Linked DNA regions of Mus musculus: all the other regions are linked to region 1. A link is a contact called in public HiChIP or PLAC-seq and Micro-C data. All regions are on one chromosome and are shown on one strand. Each heading gives the region's core, a stretch centred on a gene start, on an enhancer-like site or on the middle of the called end of the contact. The rest is flanking DNA. Distances are from core to core; before and after follow the strand shown. Region 1 overlaps Abcd3 (ATP-binding cassette, sub-family D (ALD), member 3). Region 2 holds the start of Alg14 (asparagine-linked glycosylation 14). Region 3 holds the start of Cnn3 (calponin 3, acidic). Region 4 overlaps Abca4 (ATP-binding cassette, sub-family A (ABC1), member 4). Region 5 overlaps Slc44a3 (solute carrier family 44, member 3).

Region 1 (2,633 bases), core at 55-2,554:
GACCTGGGTTCAGCTTGTGTGTTTCAGTCAGAATTAAGGAATGATGTTCCCCTTAAAGCCAGACAGAAAAGATCAACAATAAAAGGAACAACAACTTAAAAAGAATTATTTTTAAATTCACACCACCCCCCCCCCCCAAGCTCATGCCTAGTAGCATTCACTCCTTGTTACCCCTGGCAACTGCTCATTTACTGTTTGTCTATTGATTTGCCTGCTCTGGGGCATTTAATGTTAATGCGATCATTCAGTACGTGTGGTCCTGCAGGCCTTTCACTTAACATGATGTTTTCAGGTTTCTTCATATTGTTACTATACTATTTTATGCTGAGTAGTATTGTGTTGTGTGGGTTATATCACCAGGTAAGGGATTTTTACATTAACATAAACATGAAGCTTATGAGTAGTGCAGCTGTGGTCTATAACAGGATGGAATTTGGGGTTATGCAGTAACTAAGTTGACATTCTTTTCAAATAAATGGCATTTATCCCTGTGTCAGTTTATTGGCTTTAATATCTGTACTATTAGTATGGTTTTGAATGTAATTCTTATACCTAGTATGTATTACTATATAGGCTATTATATAAAGTTTAATTTGCTTTCCTTTTCTTCCTTAAAATTATTTCTAGAATTGACTAATAAGCATCAAAGTGATTATTACCCTGTTACATCCTTTAAGCCCCACCCGCTTCTCTCTATCTTGGTCTGTCTGTCTGTCTCTTTGTCCACTCTGACTATCAAATTGTAGCAAAATTTATTTCTCCATTAAGGCCACTCCCCCCACCCCTTGTTTTTTATTTGAGACAAGGTTTCACTTTGTAGCCTTGGCTGGCCTGGCTGGCATTGAACTCACAGAGGTCTGTCTACCTCTGCCTCCTGGGTGTGGGTTTAGAGGCAGGCACCACCATGCCTGACCTACTAGTAATATTTTAAGAGAGGGACGGAGTTGGGACAACTTGAGGGAGATGGTTCTCTTTTTCACCCCATGGTTGACTAGGGGTCTGGAAAGGGCTGGGAAGGATGTGTTCTGGGGTAGCTTGTAGTTTTTGGGTTTCTCTTTTCTACTCTCCCAGTCTAAGGATAGTAAAGGAGATATTCCCACCAAAAGCTATAGATGCCACTTTCTCCTTATCTTTGTAGAAGGTTGTAGATTTATTTGAAAATAAATCTCTAAGGGAGGAGCCACTATCTTATCTCAAACTCTGTCCTGACAACAGATTCATGACCTCTCTAGTCCTTTAGCCCAGTGCTTTGTAGGCACCTCTGCCTTTTGTCATTCGTTTTCTTTCTCAGGTCTTGATGCTAAGTGTGCACTCCATTGTCCTCAGCACTGGGTGTGTGCACTCAGACTTGCTGTTCTTTGTGCTTTAATCCCTCTACTTTGTCACATTTCAGTGTGGAGATCTTTCTGTGTCTCACTGCCCAAATTACTCTTTTTCTCATGACTCTGGCTAGTCGATCTGTAATTACTTCTTCATTTACTTTTGTCTGTGTTCCTCTTATTAGAAATGGATTGAATATAGTAAGGAGCTTAGGAATTTATGAGTTAGAATCTGCAGATTGTTGTATATTGAAAACATTAAGTGATAAATCTAGTAACCCAGAAGGCAGGCAGGCAGGCTGGCTGACTCTCTCTCTCTCTCTCTCTCTCTCTCTCTCTCCTTCTCCCTCCCTCCCTCCTTCTCCCTCCCTCCCTCCCTCCCTCCCTCCCTCCCTCCCTCCCTCCCTCCCTCCCTCTCTCCCTTTCTTTCCTCCCTCCCTCCCTCCCTCCCTCCCTCCCTCCCTCCCTCCCTTTTTGTTTTTTTCTAGACAGGGCTTCTCTGTGTAGCCCCAGCTGTCCTGGAACTCTCTGTAGACTACGCTGGCCTAAAATTCAAGAGATCCACCTGCCTCTACCTCCAGAGTGCTGGGATTAAAGGTGTGAGCTACCACTGCCCAGCAGACATTTCTTAAAATTAGGGAAAGTCACGTTTAAGATTTTTTTTTAAAGTTTCTATTTATTAAGAAGAGTCTGGGGCATGGCAGTGGTGGTGGTGCATGAAGCCTTTGGTTCAACCCTGTCACTGCAGAAGATAAACTAAGCAGTAGCTACTTGGTCACTTCTCACTCTGCGCTTCTCAGAGCTTCGGCTGCGCTTTTCCCTTGAGTACTTACACTCTTCTCTCAGAGAGCACACCTCCTCTCTCTTTCTCCTGTTAGGTAATTCTGTCTTCTTGGAATCTGAATACGGAGAGCTGCTCAAGTGTGTGCTATAAATCCAGCTGTCCATCTTAATGGTTGTCTGCAGTGACAGGAAGTGTGGCCCCGTGACCACTGTGCGTCTGTCGCAGTTCCCTTAGATGTGATTCTATAATCACTGTTGCAGCTATCTTAAACTCGGCTCTTTATTTATTTTTTTTTCTTAAAGATTTATTTATTTATTTTATGTTTATGAGTATACTTTAGCTGTCTTCAGACACACCAGAAGAGGGCGTCAGATCTCATTACAGATGGCTGTGAGCCACCATATGGCTGCTGGGATTTGAATTTAGGACCTCTGGAAGATCAGTCAGTGCTCTTTTTTTTTAAAGATTTATTTATTTATTATATGTAAGTACACTGTAGCTGTCTTCAGACACTCCAGAAGAGGGAGTCA
Region 2 (2,633 bases), core at 85-2,584, 500 kb after region 1:
TCTATGAACAAATTCACTGTGCTGCCTGCAATATAAAAAAGTACAATATAGGGGCTGGTGAGATGGCTCAGCGGTTAAGAGCACTGACTGCTCTTCCAAAGGTCCTGAGTTCAAATCCCAGCAACCACATGGTGGCTCACAACCATCCGTAACGAGATCTGACGTCCTCTTCTGGTGTGTCTGAAGACAACTACAGTGTACTTACATATAATAAACAAGTCTTTAAAAAAAGTACAATATATACTACTATATACAGTTCATAACATTTGATAACAATAATACACAACTACATTACTAGTTTGTGTATTTTTATTAGTGTGTATTTTTTTTAAAGCTACTGTAAAACTGTATGGTCTCCTGCAGAGGCTGCCTTAAACACCTCGAATTTACTGTGTGTCTTGACTGCATCATTTTCTGTTAGGCAATGGTTTTGTTTTACTGTCCCTGGAGCAATAGGTTATAACATATGTATTCCAGACAGCATTGATATAGGTTTGGGTATCACCTTGGTTGTTTAAAGTTGAGTCGTGTTTAACTATACACTCGTCAAAACTGTTCATCTAAAATTTTAAGTTTTAAAATGTTCAGAGCTGACTGGACAGTTTATTACTCATATCCTGTCACTCTGGAGGTATCGTCGTATGGAGTGTCCACGTTTTTATCCTCAGGGACTTTGCGCATTCATAAGTGCGACAACTCTACTTCGTTTACCATGTAATGTTCACATTTCTTAAACTAAGTACAAAGACCTAGAATTAATAACGCACAGCAGCAAAGAGGGCAACAATATGTCAGCATCAAAAGGCTTCGGCGTACTCCGTCGCTAATTATTTGTTAGAAAGCAGTACACTACAGAGAGGCTTAATTACAGACAAGTGTAAATGACCTGTCTTAATGACAGGCGGCTGGGTGGCGTCAGCTAACCAGCATTTTTTCCTGCCTGGGGTGGCCGGTTCCGGGAACGCAAAGAAACTACAAATCTCAGCATGCAGCGCTCCTAAAGGCGCTAAGAAGGGCGAAGAGAGTCGCGATGCATTCTGGGGTTTGTAGTGCCTAACTCAAGACCGTCGGCCTCCGCCCGGATACTTACCGGATCCAGCCACGATCAAGAGTCTGAGAGACTCTCGGGGAGTGACGTGATGGGGCCCAAGCACGGTCCATAGTCGCTGGAATAGCAAGATCACTAGCCCTGCGGCTGTAGCAGCTAGAATCAGAATGCTCAGCATTCAAAGGATGGCGCATGCGTGTAGACCTGGCGCCAGCGGTTAAAGTTTGCAAGCACCGCGCTTAAGAGCAAACAGGGAGCAAAGCGCCTCTCTGTGGGCGGGGATGGTCTGCACTGGGCGGAGCTTGCCAAGTTGGGCGGTCAAAGTTCAGAAGTGTGGCTCTGATTGGAAAACGCAGAACGACGCGTCTCTTGCGTCTCAGTGAGCCGGGTTTGTCCGTGATGGGTGGGGCTAAGGGCAGTTTGCCCAGGAAGCGCTACAAGGAACAGTAATGGTTTTGTTACCCGAGTTTGTGCTGCAGTTGTGTAGTTGGAAAGTTAAGTGCTGGAGAAGTTTGATTTCTGCCAGTGGCGAGGTCAAACTACATGTATGGTAGAAGGACCACGAAGCCCCGGGTTAGTAGCTGCTCCTGTCCTGCCAGGTTTTGCCTGAGGCTCCTGGCATACATCACTACTTCCTTTCTTCCTTACGGGTTCCAAGACAAACCGAACTAGAAAATTTTTGCCAGTCAGAGGCATACTCTTAGGGGGAAAACATTCAAATCCGCCCTTTCCTGACATTTATGTTTTCTAGACAGTTTCACAGATCTCAAACTATAACCAGAATCCGGATCACTTCAAGCTATGTCATATTCCTGGGAGGATTGGAAACCCCTTGGCTTCAGGTAGCAAGGGAGGAAGACATAGCCCTGCAGTTAAGTTTATCACAAAGCATTTCTGGCTTATTCCTCCCGCGGTCCTCTGAAATGATAGACTTCCACTGCCCACTCTAATCCCAGTTGTGCGTGCGTTTGTGAACTTAGCCTAAATTACAGCAAAATAAAACCTCTTGACAACAAACATTCCTTCAGACCCTTATGGGGTTACAGATTGAATAGGTCAGGCATGCAGACAGGTCGAGAAAGGTGCTACAAATTGGCCTAAATGCAATAATGTCATGTCTAGAATTAGAAACCAGAAATCCTAACTCCTGCTGCCTAAGAATGCTACACCATATGGTCCGTTGTTAAATTCAGTTTGGATTGACGATCACATTTACCTGGAGCCTAGAATGCTTTTGGGAGCGATACTGAGTCAGAAGTTCCAGGAAGGCGCCCTGAGATCTCCTTATAAAGCTAGGTGTGTTGGTTCCCGAGTCAGCAAACTGCTTGGGAGATTTCCTGACTGTATCTCTATCTTGTTGATATTATAGCACGGTGCCTGTGGGCTCTTTCATCACTCCTTCTTAACCTCATTCTTTACAGTCAGGTTCTATGTAAATGTTACTCTTTGAATTACAATAGGGAAATAGATTACACAAAAGTTAATTTGCCTGAGGTTATTTATGTGATGAAAATCAATAAGAATGCCAGACTTTTAGACAGATATCATTTGTGGCTCAAGGGCTGGGGGGGTGGGGGTGGGGGCG
Region 3 (2,633 bases), core at 84-2,583, 370 kb after region 1:
GGACAGCTTGGTGACAATCCTGACATGCTTCGGCTCCCGGGAAGTTAATGGGAATTAAACCACAGCAGCCCTCCTTTGTGGCGCTTTGGCCGGAACAGCAAAAGGGAGACAATGAGCGGTCTGTGCGCAGTTCCACGCCGATTGGCTGGTCACCCCCACTCCCCGAAACCCCTGATGTCATGGACTTGGAATGCAGGCAGGGAGGAAGGAAAGAGAGGATTTGGGGAGGGGGGCGCCTCTCATCTCTTTTCCAGGCCAAAAGTCTGAAAGATAAACCCTGGTGCATTCTTGAGATGAGTACACAGCAAAGCAACGCAGCCAGATTCCAATCACTCCAAAATTGCAACCCGCCACAGCAAATAAACCTCGAACAAAAGCGACCCTGCCGAGATATCGTGACAATTCAACGCGCTGCAAACTTCTCAGGATTGCATTTCTAAGTCTCTCATCTACAGCTGATCCGGCTCGCAGGCTGCGCGTTCAGGCTTTGTCTGGGCTTCCCGCACCAGCGGCGATTGCATCAAGGCACCACCGACGGGCTCCCTTTCCGCCCGCGGGTCCCAGGGGTCGGCGGGACACTCTCCCATGGAGGAGGAGGAGGAAAGGAACAATGAGGGGCCCGGGTTGGCCACGTAACCGCCCAACTTCGCTTGTGGGAGGAGGGGGCCAGGATGGAATGGGAGGAGACGCAGGGTCCCGCGGCAGCCCCAGCCCAGGCGGATGGCGGGGGCGGCAACTCCCGGAGACCCAGCCGTAAGGCAGGGCCCCGCCTAAGGGCCACAGGCCACTCAGGAGCGCCCCCTTCCCGGAGGGGCGCACCCTACAGCCTTGGAGCGGGCCCTGCGGCGCTGCGGGACTCCAGGCGTCCGGGAACCCCCACCGCCCGCCGGGGCCGCGGCGCGGGAACAAAGCCAGCACCAACGCGTGCGAGCCAGGCTCCGCGAGCCGAGGAGCATCTCTCTCTCCCGCAGCCTCGACGTCTCTCCGCGGCGGCTCCCAGCGCCCCCACCGCCGCGGCAAACCCCCAGCCCGCCCGCGCGCGTACCTTGTTCTTAACTTCGGCGGAGAGCCCGTAGGAAGGGCCCTTGTTGAAGTGGGTCATGGCTGTTTGGACGACTGGAAGAGTTCTAGCGGTCAGTCACCCTCGGTGTCCCTGCTCTTAGCCCCAGCGGCGGCCGCGCGGGTGATGCACGAGCTCGCTCCCCTGCGCGGCGCCGGAGAAGCCCGAACGCCGCAGACGGACGCGGATGATGCTTCGAGGTTCGCTAGGACTCGAGTCCCGCGGAGGCTCCGGGTCGCTCTGGACTGGGACCGGCTGCCCTGCTCGCTGCCCGCTCCGCGGCTCCGCACGCTCTGCCCCCAGCCTGGTCTCCCCCCACCCACCCCCGGGCCTCCAGGGATTGGCCGGCGAGCCCGACCAATGAGCGCCGCCTCCTCCCCCCTCGCCTGCTCCAAGGCTTCCCGGCCAATGGCAGCGCGGCGGGCGCGGCGCTCCCTCCCGCGGGGTCCCAGCCCCCGGCCCCGCCCTCACGCCACCTAGGACCTCGGCGCCCCTCCTCCCCGCTGGTCAGCGGGCTGCGACCGCCCCGCCCCGGCGCCTAGGGGCTTCTCAGCCGCCTTGGTTCTCATCAACTCCCAGGCATCTGTGGCGCTCCGACGGTGGAGGGGGACAGGAAGCTCCCCGAGCTGGCCCGCCGCTGACCGGCCACTCCATCCGTCTCCTCCCGGGCTACAGCGCGCCCAGATGTTGCGCTGGAAACCCGGGGAGCAGCCTTCGAATCCACGTGCCAGGCCGGGGGCGGGGGGGGGAGGCCTGCGTGGACATCTGCCAAGTCTCCCTCCCCACGCAGCTGCCGCACCTGTGGGGCTGACCTCTGCCTCGGTCAACGCTCTTTGCCAAAGTCCTGCTCATCCTGTCTAAACTTTGAATGCAGAGCGAAAGAAATTGGGAAAGTGTTGTGGCACAGCCAGGTTTTGGGGGGAGGGGGTACAGCTTTTTGGGTCCTTTTCTGGAGTCCCACCAGTTGCCCTTGGCAAGCACCTTCACCGGGGGTTCAGCCAGCCCAAAAGGCTAGGTAGTTTATTTGTTTTTAATTAGAGGACTGCCTTGACTGAGAAGTCTACCTGCTTTGGTTTGTTTTTTAATCTCTTTGAATCAGCACTCTGTATTCTTTTCCGTCCCCTTTCCTTTCTTCTGATCTCAAAGGCAAACTGATAGAGGAAAGGTGAGAACAGAGAGCACGCTGTCCCCTGCCTGTGTTCCTGGCACTACACTGGGCTATATGTCTTTGAAAGATTAGCTCATTCACTTTCCCAAAACTTACTCGGTAGACTTCAGATCCGTTTTAGTGGCTTGAAGGCTGCAACTCAGAGATTCCTAATAATGACAGCTATCACTGCCTCCAGAGTGTCACCGCTTGCCTTGGTGTCTTGGGGCACATCTAGGACAGGTTTTAGTCCTCTGGGTGTCAGTATGTTGGTTTATGTTTCCCAAATACAGCTGACATTCCAGAAGAGACTACAGGACCAGGGTCAGCCACTTGCATGGAAAAGAGAAGCCCAAATAGCCCAAGTTGAACCTTTCTGGGATAGAAATAAGGGAGTGTGGCATAGTGTCTCAAGCACTCTATCCC
Region 4 (2,633 bases), core at 86-2,585, 350 kb before region 1:
AAATAGTTCTCCTACTCTCTAAATTTAGAAGCAAGCAAAGCCACATTCTAGATTCCACATTTGAGAGAAGGCATACATTTGTCTCTAAATCCAGCTCATTTGGATTAATATGTTACTCTCTGGTTTCATGCCTTTTTCTGAAACGACAGGATTCGATCCTTCTCTGTGGTGGGTGCATAGAACCTCACCCATCACATCTCTGACAGGCACCTAGGTAGGTTCCTTAGCTTGGCTGTTGCAAACAGTGCTGCAGTAAACTTGGATGTGCGAGTATCTACTGTATGTTAACATATGTTCCTTTGGAAATATGTCAGGAGTGGTATAGACCAAACCTGCTCTACTCTTAGCTTTTGGAAAGAATCTCTGCACTGATTTCCGTAGTGGCTCGATGGATATCCCCACCGATGGTGTATAAGGGTTCCTTCTCCCTCTGTATACTCATCAGCAGTTGTAGTCATCTGTCTTCCTCATGACAGCCACTGGCTGCGAGGAGATGGGGTTTAGTGTAGTTATATATATATTTTTTGGGGGGGGGTCATTTTTCTATTTCTTTAAAAAAATACATTATATTTATTTATTTATCCTGGATCATTTTTCTATTTCTTTAAAAAAATACATTATATTTATTTATTTATCCTGGTGGGGGCATACATATATGTGGAGGTCACGAGACACCTGGCAAGAGTCAGGTTTTTGTTTCGTTTTTCTTTTTTTCCTTTTTACAATCAGCTCTTGGTTTTACAATCTGAATCCAGAGGATTGAACTCGGGTCATCAGGCTTGGTAGCAAGGGCCTTAACCTTCTGAGCTATCACATCCCCGTTTTCCAGTTCCCGTGAAGAACGTCATCTGCAGCATGCTGATGGAAATCACCGGTGTTGAGGTAGCCTCCCTAGCACAGCTGTAGCCATTTGCTCCATATCTAGCAGCTACTTCCTATTGTTACTGTAATATGCCCGCCAGTCATGGTCACAGAAAAAGAACTGGACTCAGAGCAGGGGCATGCAGATCACCTACCCTGTTGCAGACCACCTACCCTGTTAGGTTCCGATTATTCTGCGGTTTGTTAATCTTAAGAAATTCCCCATCTGCAGCCGTCACTCATGACCAAGCAAGATAGGGGTTGGCTTGAACTGTTCTGTCTAAATTACTAAGGAAACATGAGAAAAGACCAACCGGTCTACAGCTCCCCCACATCTGCATATGAACTCATTATGGGTTTTGCAGTTTTAGCCTTTATAAGTTGGCCCCGAGAAATGTCCAGCGCACAGCTAGCTTTCAGCTCTAGAGTCTGAGCTGTTCCCTTGGTCACTCAGTCTTTGGATATACGTTCAGTAAACCATCCCTGCTTGACTGAGATTAGTGTTCTTGTGGTTTGCAGGGTGACTTCTGAACCCCAACAATTGGCATGTTGACAGGAGTAATTGTCATGTTGATGGAGGTCATTGTCATGTTGATGGGGATCATTGTCATGATGATAGGGGTCATTGTTATGTTGATGGGGCCCATTGGCATGTTGATGGAGTCATTGTCATGCTGATGGAAGTCATTGTCATGTTGATGGAGATTGTGTTGAATCTGTAGATTGCTTTGAGTGATATCAGTATTTTTCTTGATGTCAATTCTGTTGATCTAAATTCACATTTTGAGATAGTCTTACTATATTGCTCAAGCTAGCCTTGCACTCCTGTACTCAAGTGACTCTCTTGTTTCAGTCTCCCAGTCACTGGAACTAGAAATAAAGGCCACTGTATCCAGATTTAAGCCCATGTTTGCTTGCTTGCTTGGTTTTGTTTTGTTTTTTGTTTTGTTTTTTTGAGACAAGGTTTCTTTGTGTGACAGTCCTGGCTGTCCTGGAACCCACCCCATAGACCAGGCCTCAAACTCACAGAGATCTGCCTGCCTCTGCCTCTTCAGTACTGGGATTAAAGGCATGTGCCACAACAGCCCAGGCTAAGCTGGTTTTTAATTCTTTCCCATTTCTATTCCAAGATGGTGTCTGGACCTTTATCCTGGTGTAACTCCATCTTCTTCATCATTTCCCTTAAAGTCTTGTCCTGTCTATGTCAAACTCTACATGCTTCAGGCTACCTCCAAGTCTCTTTGCTGGCTTTTCTTAAGGTACTCTTCCCTTTTATAAACACCTAGCTAATTCCTGCTCATTTTCCCTGGGTTAGCCCTTTTTGATGTCTTCCTTGACTTTACTGTGGGCCTAACTTGTGATTTCTCTTTTGTGTCTTCTCTGCCCTTTGCAGATAGTTTAGGCACTATCCAATACCACCACTCCTTTCTGTGTCTCTTAGTCCCATGCCTGGCTTAGACAGCCCAACTCTCTTCTGTCTCAACTCTTGTCTGTCTCTCTCTCTCTCTCTCTCTCTCTCTCTCTCTCTCTCTCTTTCTCTCTTTTTTGAGGGGGTATCAAGGCAGGGTTTCTCTATGTTCCTGGAATTCACTTTGTAGAGCAGGCTGGTCTTGAACTCACAGAAATTTGCCTGCCTCTGTCTCCCAGGTGCTAGGACTAAAGGTATGTGCCACCACCACCTGTCAACTCTTGTCATTCTTAACTTGGGTCTCCACCTTTGGGGTTACCTTCTTTCACATAAAGATGAGAAAGTGAGTGTGTCAATGGTTGGC
Region 5 (2,633 bases), core at 74-2,573, 320 kb after region 1:
AGGCTCTCATCTAAGAAGTCCTAGGTGTTTGTGACCCTGGCAGAGATAGGACAAGAGTGGAAACCATGAAGTCAAGAAGCCAGAGAGAAAGAGAACTATCACAATCAACACTCCCTAAAGCTAAAACACAATGCTAAGGAAAAGAAGTCTTTTAGCCCTCATAACAGTTTGTATGGGACTGGACGGATGGCTCAGTGGTTAGGAACACTGGCTGCTCTTCCAGAGGACCCAGGTTGGGGCACCAGCACACACACAGTGGTTCACAATGGTCTGTAGCTCCAGTTCCAGAAAAACTGATGCCTCTCCCAAACTCCTAAAATTAATAAACCTAAAAGAAATATTATTTAAACGCAGCAATAGTTTTCATGTTGGTTTAAGTCATGTGTGTTGAAGGTGTGAGTGCACATGTGTGCATAGCATGAGAGGCCAGAGGACAACCTTCTGTGTTCAGGCACTGCCCACCTTTGTTTGAGACAGGGTCTCGAAGTGGCGTGGGACCCACCAGGTAGGCTAGGCTGGCTGGACAGTGAGCCACCAGGACCAACCTGGCTCCGCCTTCCAAAGGCTGTGACTACAAAACTCATGTGCCACCACAAGGTTAGTCTGTGTGTTTGTTTGTTTGTTTTGAGACAAGGTCTCACTATGTAGCCCTGGCTGGCCCTGAACTCACTCTGTAGACCAAGCAGCCTTGAACTCACAGAGATCTGCCCACCTCTGCCTCTAGATGCTGGGGTTAAAGGCAAGAGTTGGCTTGTTTTGTTTAGATTTTTAACTTGAGTTCTATGGATCTGACTTAGTTCTTCAGGCCTCTAGGACAAGTACTTGATCCACTGAGCATAGAAACTTTCTAGTCCCAGTTTTCCATGATTCATTTTAAAAAGGGGTTTAGGACCAGGGAGATAGCTTACTGGGTAACACTGCTTGCTACACACAAGCTTGGTCCTGAGTTCCATTCCTGGACCCCACAGTGGGAAGAGAGGACTGACAACCAAGTGATGCTGTCCTTGGACCTCACACATGTGCCATAAGATTTGTGTATTCACATGCACATGCGCACACACAACCTAGTAATAAGTAAAACAAAATTAAAGTAAGTTAAAAATGAATAGAAAAGGGGTTTTAGAAAGCTAATCCTCACATGTGAAAGTATTTGTGAGAAATTCAAATATTCCTTCAGTGGGAGTTGAACATCACTTTCTTTACTTGACAACGTTTGTACTTTCACTGAAAAACCCTGTAGAAATCAGTTCTATTGGCTTTGGGCTCCTCTGTGTGCCTGCCTGTCCTTTCAACCGTGCATATTTGCCAAGGAATGTGGGGAGGCAAAGGAGGCAGTGGCCTTCACCGGGGCTACTTGAGACTGATCAGTTGTTTCCTTTCTTCTCTGTCTCTCTGATGCTTAATTCGCCCCCACCCCACCCCCCCACCCCCACCCCCGGCCACAGTGATGAGCTTGGAAAGAATGAGGCCATTCTAAAAATTAAGCCTAAAAGCAAATAAAATTTCAGAAAAGCAAACAAGACTGCATTGCCCTGCTTCTACTTTCTTGGCAGGAGTAACTCTCGGCCTCCCCTCCCCTCTCCTCTCCTCCATGTCTCATCCCTCCCTCCTGGCAGGACCCCTGAAGAGGACAGAGGCGGCCGCTGGCAGGCTTCCCCTCTCACAGTCTCTCTGGTGGTGGTTTGCAGCCTGGTAAACAGTGAATTCTTGAAGGGACTGGTGAATGCCAGACCCTGGAAGGCTCGGGCGTGTCTGCCGGGTGCCTTGACTTCCTCTCCATGTGTTTGTGATAAAATCAGAGATGAAACTGGCTTGGACTAGTTCCTGCAAGTTTTTCTAGGGGCCTCGGAAGGGGTCTGGATGTGCGTGGACTCAGCTACCCCTGTGTGTCTCTGAGGTCTGAGGGTGTATTAGTTACTCAAGTTTGTTTCAGGAGTTCTTTATTTTGAGTGAATAAAATCAGAACTCAGAGAAGCCATTCCAGAAATAAAGCCGGCTATTCATGGCAGGGCTTTGGGGTGAATCCCTTCCCTTCTCTCTGGAGGAAAACTCTATTTACTTTTTTGACGAGTCAACAGCAGCTCCAGTTCACAGCTCTGCCATCAAAAGATGCTGCCTGCCGGTTCAGTTTTCGGGGAGGACAGATGGGTGCTCTCAGGGGATAGAGGATAAGGGTCAGGCTGGGCAAGATTAAGTTTTAATTTAAAGATGGGGGGTGGAGGGAGGACTTTCTAAGTGTTAATATTTTTGGAGAACTCTCTCAAAATAAAGAGTTAATCTAGCTTTTTTTGGTTACCTAATAACACAATGATTAAAATTCTATTAAATGGGAATCATAGTGCCTACAGTGATTATTTTACTGAGCTAAGGCCAAGTTATGTGATCAGAAGAGGGTGCCTGGTCCACTGTGAATCATTTTGTAAACACATGTGTGCATGCATGCATGCAGGTGTGTGTGTGTGTGTATGAGTACACACGCACACGAACACACACACTCATAGAGGCCTGAGAAGGACACCAGGTTTCCTGATGTATCGCTCTCTACCACCACCGCCACCCCACTCCCCACCCCAACCCCCCCCCCCCCCCCCCCCGCAGGACAATGCCACTTACTGAATCTGGACCTGTCTGGT

The links. Hi-C and Micro-C count contacts between places; a contact is called where the count stands out from the background. HiChIP or PLAC-seq counts read pairs in DNA pulled down with a chosen protein or histone mark.
Region 2: an H3K27ac HiChIP or PLAC-seq map of embryonic stem cells shows a contact between it and region 1, with 5 times the contacts expected there. The contact joins the promoter of Alg14 here to the enhancer-like site in region 1. A contact is called at or near these places in 10 of 39 promoter capture datasets (the C10 cell line, the HPC-7 cell line, the SN4741 cell line and 6 more), 1 of 15 datasets of contacts at CTCF or cohesin (embryonic stem cells), 17 of 115 datasets of contacts at active chromatin or transcription factors (the 230-238 cell line, T-cell acute lymphoblastic leukemia, acute myeloid leukemia and 8 more) and 1 of 9 other capture datasets (liver).
Region 3: a contact with region 1 is called in a Micro-C map of embryonic stem cells, with 4 times the contacts expected there. The contact joins the promoter of Cnn3 here to the enhancer-like site in region 1. A contact is called at or near these places in 1 of 39 promoter capture datasets (hippocampal neurons), 1 of 484 Hi-C or Micro-C datasets (embryonic stem cells) and 3 of 115 datasets of contacts at active chromatin or transcription factors (embryonic basal ganglia and embryonic stem cells).
Region 4: an H3K27ac HiChIP or PLAC-seq map of embryonic stem cells shows a contact between it and region 1, with 3 times the contacts expected there. The contact joins two enhancer-like sites. A contact is called at or near these places in 1 of 39 promoter capture datasets (liver), 1 of 15 datasets of contacts at CTCF or cohesin (the NIH/3T3 cell line), 3 of 484 Hi-C or Micro-C datasets (the Patski cell line, brown adipocytes and liver), 6 of 115 datasets of contacts at active chromatin or transcription factors (embryonic stem cells and pancreatic cancer cells) and 1 of 9 other capture datasets (embryonic stem cells).
Region 5: an H3K27ac HiChIP or PLAC-seq map of embryonic stem cells shows a contact between it and region 1, with 2.3 times the contacts expected there. The contact joins two enhancer-like sites. A contact is called at or near these places in 1 of 15 datasets of contacts at CTCF or cohesin (the NIH/3T3 cell line), 1 of 115 datasets of contacts at active chromatin or transcription factors (embryonic stem cells) and 1 of 9 other capture datasets (liver).

Annotation. Positions count from the first base shown.
Region 1 is chr3:121,793,087-121,795,719 of GRCm38.p6, reverse strand. All of the region lies in intron 2 of Abcd3 (ATP-binding cassette, sub-family D (ALD), member 3), which reads left to right. Among named protein-coding and RNA genes, the nearest start is that of Abcd3, 21 kb to the left of the region's middle. Within about 2 kb of position 1,304, at least 14 of the 459 cell types and tissues checked have an H3K27ac peak or open chromatin away from gene starts, as enhancers often do. A contact at or near this core is called in embryonic stem cells and epiblast stem cells, where this site is marked.
Region 2 is chr3:121,290,441-121,293,073 of GRCm38.p6, reverse strand. Alg14 (asparagine-linked glycosylation 14) reads right to left here and starts at 1,334. Exons shown (of 4, transcript NM_024178.3): 1 at 1,091-1,334. The coding sequence starts at 1,226.
Region 3 is chr3:121,425,241-121,427,873 of GRCm38.p6, reverse strand. It overlaps Cnn3 (calponin 3, acidic), which reads right to left and starts at 1,333. Exons shown (of 7, transcript NM_028044.2): 1 at 1,046-1,333. The coding sequence starts at 1,102.
Region 4 is chr3:122,144,428-122,147,060 of GRCm38.p6, reverse strand. The region is part of intron 32 of Abca4 (ATP-binding cassette, sub-family A (ABC1), member 4); the gene reads right to left. Among named protein-coding and RNA genes, the nearest start is that of Gm40138, 19 kb to the right of the region's middle. Within about 2 kb of position 1,335, at least 6 of the 459 cell types and tissues checked have an H3K27ac peak or open chromatin away from gene starts, as enhancers often do. A contact at or near this core is called in embryonic stem cells, where this site is marked.
Region 5 is chr3:121,468,456-121,471,088 of GRCm38.p6, reverse strand. All of the region lies in intron 12 of Slc44a3 (solute carrier family 44, member 3), which reads left to right. Among named protein-coding and RNA genes, the nearest start is that of Cnn3, 43 kb to the right of the region's middle. Within about 2 kb of position 1,323, at least 156 of the 459 cell types and tissues checked have an H3K27ac peak or open chromatin away from gene starts, as enhancers often do. A contact at or near this core is called in embryonic stem cells, where this site is marked.